2 separate regions of the Oryctolagus cuniculus genome follow, and region 2 is linked to region 1. The links are chromatin contacts, called in public Hi-C maps. All regions are on one chromosome and are shown on one strand. Each heading gives the region's core, a stretch centred on a gene start, on an enhancer-like site or on the middle of the called end of the contact. The rest is flanking DNA. Distances are from core to core; before and after follow the strand shown.

Region 1 (2,790 bases), core at 105-2,604:
CATACATGCACACTCACACTCATACACTCATGCACACACACACTCACACACTCACGTACTCACACAACTCACACACACTCACACACATGCACACACATTCACATACTCACTTGCACACACACACAGCGTGCACTGGGACAGGTGCTCAGGAGCACAGCCGTGTACACATCCAGACGTGTACACATCCTTGACCTTTGGAGAAGGTCAAGGCAGGGCAGTCCCTTAACCTCGGAGCCTTAACCAGCCTCGTTTCATTTTGCTTTTCAAAAAATGATTTATTTATTTATTTGAAAGTCAGCATTACAGAGAGAGACAGAGAGGTCTTCCATCCACTGGTTCACTCCCCAAATGGCCACCATGACTGGGGCTGGGCCACGTGGAAGCCAGGAGCCAGGAGCTTCCTCCAGGTTTCCCACGTGGGTGCAGGGGCCCAAGCACCGGGGCCATCCTCTGCTGCTTTCCCAGGCCATCAGCTGGGAGCTGGATCAGAAGTGGAGCAGCCAAGACTCAAACTGGCTCCCGTATGAAAATGAACAAAGAAGACCCCTGGAGATGCGCTGACTGTCTAAAGGCAGGGGCTGGGCAGTGCCACTCAGGGATGGAGGACAGGACCCACTACCCGTCTCACTCTTCCCTGAGCCGGGCTGCCCACTGCTGGGCTCCAGCTCAGCGCTGGCCTTGGGCTGCGCCTGGTTGGGCCTGGAGGGAGATGCTGAGCTGTGGGATTCCAGTTGGAAGCCCCGCCCCTCCTCGGTCCCACTCCCGGCTCTAACTGCACACTGAGCCCCTCCCTTCCTGATGCGTGTGGTCTTATCTCACATCCTGTGGAACAATGGCTGGAGCGTGGCTGCGAGATTACCACATGGTCACTTCCCATAAACACAATCCATCACCTTGTTCCTCTGCCATGAGGGTTAGGGAGGCTGACGCCGGGGAAGTTGGCTATCGCTGCGAGCTGTGACATTCCACAGAGGGCTCTGAGGTCATGGTTATGGGCAGAAGTGTCTTTGCCTGCTGGGGGTGCACTTTGTCTTGCCAGTCTGTGTCCTGTTGGAGGTGGGCTTTTTTTAAAAATAATTATTTGGAGATGCAGAGACAGACAGAGCTCCACAAACCCATTCTTTCTCCAAACGCCAGCAATGGCCCCTCGATGAGGCTGAGGCTGAGAGCTGGGAACCCAGTCCAGGTCTCCCGCGTGGGTGGCAGGAACCCAGTCATTTGAGGCATCACCTGCTGCCCCCTTGGGTCTGCATTAGGCAGCTGGACCTGGGTGTCGAACCCATGCCCTCTGATGTGGAGGGGGTGTTTTAGCTCCTAGGCCAAATGTCCACCCCCAGAGGTATCTCACAGATGGGGGTGCCTCTGCCTGCAGAGGATCCATCTCCCCTGCCTTGGGCTTCCTTTGGGGACCTGCCATCTCCTCTTTGCACCACCAAAGACATCCAACGTCCTAGGAGTGGAATCAGGATTCGCCATAGATAAATCAGATTCCCTCGGGCATTCGAATGTGAAGCGGAGAGGCTCAAGGCCGGAAATCAGCTGGGACTTGCTCCCTGGGCGGGCTGCCCTTGGTCCTTGCTCCCCAGAGCCTGCTCCACCAGCTTGGCCCTTGGCCATCTTTCCAGCTTGCGAGATGCTCCATATTGTTCTGTTTCGCTTCAGTTAGCCAGAGTCCGTTTCTGTTCTTCCAGCAGCAGGAGCCTGAGTGGTGGTGGCTGAGACTGAGTAGGCAGACGAGGACGTCTGGACGGAAGCCAGCGAGTCAGGAGCGCGGGGAGGAGTTGAAGGGTGAGGGGGCAGCCGCAGGAGGAAGCACAGGTCCAATGTCAGTGAAGACCCCCAGAGAGAGTAGAATCCCAGGGAGTGCAGAGGCAAACAGCTGGAACTGTCTCGGGACTGCAGATGGAGCTGACCCAAGCGATGGAGACACTGAGTTGCTGATGGAGCTCCGCCTGCAGCTGAGTGGCCGTGGGCCACAGGGCTCAGCCACCCTGCAGCGGGCGATCACCCAGGAAGAGGGAAATGATGACCCGGAAGTGGTCAGCTTCCCTTTGGCCTAAGCTGCACCCCGGAGTCACCATGGATGCACCGGACCCAGCAGGCTCCGAGTCCACCTTCTCCAGGGCCCTGGGTTCGGTCCACACGCGCTGGCCCGCCCAGCTGCGAGTGTGCACGGCCCCAGGACCAAGGACACATGCTCTGACCATGAGGACACGCTCTGGCCCAGCCCCGTCTGACCTCCTGTGCTCCCCGCAGGGTGCGGCAGGCCAGGCCGGCACACGCCAAGTTCTGACATGTTTTCCTTCTGGGCCCTGGCCCTGCCTGTTTACAAGGCCGTTTGGCTAAGAACAGACGAAGTCCGGATCCCACGAGGGGAGGCCCGTTCCAGCCCTGCCTGCTGGTGGAGAGCCCGGGGTGCGAGGCCAAGCACCTGTCCTGGGCTGGGCTGCTCCCAGCCACGTGCTCTGGCCCAGGAAGGAGCACAGGGAGTCCCGGGCAGGCCGGAGCTCCCGCAGCTGTGGGGGTCCCTTCCGGGGCCCGGCTCCTGGCTCAGACCCTCAGCTGGCAGCCCTGCTCCTGCACAGGCCACCCCCGGAGGCCGCCACCTTCAGAGAGGGGAGTGAGGTTTTTCCTGCGAGTGTTGTGAGGGCGCCAGGAGAGACAGCGGTGAACCAGAGACGCGGCCTCGCTCTGCAAATTACTGCCCAGCTCAGGCCCTCCGTGGAGTCCCCTAAATGCATCCCTTAGACGGTGGCCAGGGTCAGGGCCAACGGCAGACCCCGGGCCCCT
Region 2 (2,790 bases), core at 155-2,654, 100 kb after region 1:
AAAGAGAACATGTTGGAATAGTAACATTTAGAAAGTAAGTTATTTAGATTAGCTTATCCTATACACTGAAACAGACCCAGACAGACAAAAGAGAGAGTTATTTATTCATCTGTCTTAAAAAAAATAGCAAGACTAAGGAAACAGTAAGTAAGCATCAAATCCCTGTGGGAGGACGAGCCTGCTGAATTTCAAAGCAACGGGATAAATTAGCAGGGAAAAAGTCACCACATTTGGGTCAGATAATCATTTTAAATTCCAGTGCATGGAACCCGATATCATAGAAAATGGATTAAAAATCAGTTGCAGCCGATATGCAGGCAGAAGCTTAATTTCATAGCAAAATGCCGATGTTTTTCCATTGATGTTTTCTTCCGAAGCCCTTGCAGGCCCTAGAGCCGGGGTCATGAACCCAGCTCTCAGAAACGGAAATGCAATTAATAAACAAATACTTGAGAAAATTTCCTGCAGCATTAGGGCTGGGATAAATACAATTGAAATAATTGCATACCATTTTGACCTATCAAGTTAACAAAGTTTAAAAAAATAAACATTATGGCCAGAAAAGGTATGGAAATGTGGTCTCTTAGGAAACCAGCGGAGAGCACTCAGCCCGGGTTCTGGAGCATCTGTGGGGACAGACCAAGGCCGTCTCAGTTCTGGGACTCCTAAGGTGATGAAAACAAAGACTAAGCGTTTCGGAGGAAAGCACTTTCGTCACAATGTGTAATTAATAACAATGACAACCTGATAATGTTATGAGTGGCCCTCCATGAGACACAATGATGGAGGAAACACATTGGTTTGCAAAAGTGATTACTCGTTTTCAAAGAGGATATCATGACAGGAGAAATATTTCTGAGATAACACGCAGTGGAAAAAGCAGCGTGCGATGCTGGGTAGCCAGCTCGCCCAGGCCCCGGCCCCGGCCAAGAACGCATTCCAGGGAGCTCCGGGAGACACAGGCCGCGCACGGCGTGTTTGTGACAAGGTCCGAGTGATTCACGCTCCGTTGCTTGTCCTGGTTTGACTTTTACAAGCGTGGTTCCCAGATTTCCGCACACGTAAGCATCGCTAAGGTGCTCCCTGGAGAAAGACGCTGGATTATCTGATCCACAACATCTGGGATCTGCATTTTTATTAGCATTCCAGGGAATTAAAAATGTCTGCACTTCCCAAGCCCGTCCTCTGACACCAACTGGACCGCGGGGCCTCCAAGCCAGGCCCGACACCAGCTCCCCCACATCAGCACAGGGCCCACCCACCGGGGCCGAGGGCTTCCATCCTGAGTCAGGACCAGAACCCACAAACTAGAGGGTGAGGTCCCCATGGTTCCTTCCTTAGGGACCATCTGCCACAGGGGTCCCCACGACCCCCACGTCTACTCTGGCTGACAATCTCGGATTCTCCATTGCCTGAAACCTTTCCCTGTGGTCTCCAACACTCACGTGTTAGACGTTTACTCCCCCCAAACCAGACGTTAACAGTTTGAAGATATTTCTGGAAAAGGCACACTCCGAGAGAGTTATGCGGGGAATTCGCACCTGGCTGGCCCAGAGCAAGCTTCTCTCTCGACACGGTTTGCCATGAACTTTTTGAAGGCCCTTGCGTTTGGAGGGGTGGGGACTGGATGCGGTCCGAGCCCCAGGGCAGCGCCCCCTCTCCAAGAGGAGGGGCGTGCGAGCTCACGGATGCTCTCCCCGTGTCACAGCCGTGTCAGATGCAGCACCAGGCCCTGCTCGCGGACTCTCCGGCCTCCAGAACCATGGCCCAAACCAACTTCTGCTCTTGACCAAGTGCCTGGCCGTGGGGACAGAAGAGGGAGGAAGACGGTTCGCACGGCCCCGCCTCAGGTTTGCTAATTCTCTAGAATAATTCGGGGCTTGAGAAAGTGCCGTGCTTACAATCACAGCATCTTGTAAGATTTGTTTATTTATTTGAAGGGCAGATTATAGAGGAAGAGGAGGAGATACAGAGAGCGAGATCGTCCATTGGCTGGTTCACTTCTCAAATGGCTGCCACGGCGGGAGCTGGGCCAGTCTGAAGCCAGGAGCCAGGAGCTAATTCCAGGTCTCCCACGTGGGTGCAGGGGCCCAAGGACTTGGGCCATCCTCCACTGCCCTCCCTGGCCACAGCAGAGAGCAGGATCAGAAGAGGAGCAGCTGGGACTCGAACTGGTGCCCATATGGGATGCTAGAGTCACAGGCAGCTTAATCTGTTACGCCATTACGCTGGCTCCTACAGTTGTTCTCTTAATATTTATTTTATTTCATCTACTTGAGAGGCAGAGCGGACAGAGAGAGAGAGATCTTCCACCCATTGGTTCACTTGCTAGAGGCCCTCCACAGCCAGGGCTGAGCCAGGTCCACATGCCACTTGATGTGGGTCAGGAGCCCGAGTAACCAGGACTTGAACCTGTGCTTACTCTGATACGGAATGCCAGCTTCCAGCCGTGGTGTCACCCACGGCGCGCAATGCCGGCCTCTGCAGCTGTATTCTGAAGTTACCAGTCAGGGGAGGAGACAAGGGCGAGGTACTGGGTTGGGGCGGGTGACAGAGCTGCCTCGGCTCCTCCCTGTGGCCCCCAGACCCCCACACTCTTAGCATGCGGACATGGTCACCAGCCAGGCAGTGTTCTTGGGTCCTGTGTCCAGAGCTCTTACTTGGGGCTTTAGTGAATGGACGGCCACATACTACAACTCCGTCTCCAGTCTGCAGCTCACCTCTGCTCCCCAGAGGTCAGGCAGAGAGGCCATCAGTCCCCACCCTTTTGTCCCAAGAAAGCAAGGCCCC

The links. A called contact is a pair of places that touch in the nucleus more often than the background predicts.
Region 2: a contact with region 1 is called in a Hi-C map of an unstated tissue, with 3 times the contacts expected there. The contact joins two enhancer-like sites. A contact is called at or near these places in 2 of 6 Hi-C or Micro-C datasets (skin fibroblasts and an unstated tissue).

What each region holds. Positions count from the first base shown.
Region 1 is chr3:3,194,062-3,196,851 of mOryCun1.1, forward strand. No RefSeq gene overlaps it. Among named protein-coding and RNA genes, the nearest start is that of COPS8, 110 kb to the left of the region's middle. Within about 2 kb of position 1,355, at least 2 of the 8 cell types and tissues checked have an H3K27ac peak or open chromatin away from gene starts, as enhancers often do.
Region 2 is chr3:3,297,112-3,299,901 of mOryCun1.1, forward strand. No RefSeq gene overlaps it. Among named protein-coding and RNA genes, the nearest start is that of ACKR3, 200 kb to the right of the region's middle. Within about 2 kb of position 1,405, at least 2 of the 8 cell types and tissues checked have an H3K27ac peak or open chromatin away from gene starts, as enhancers often do.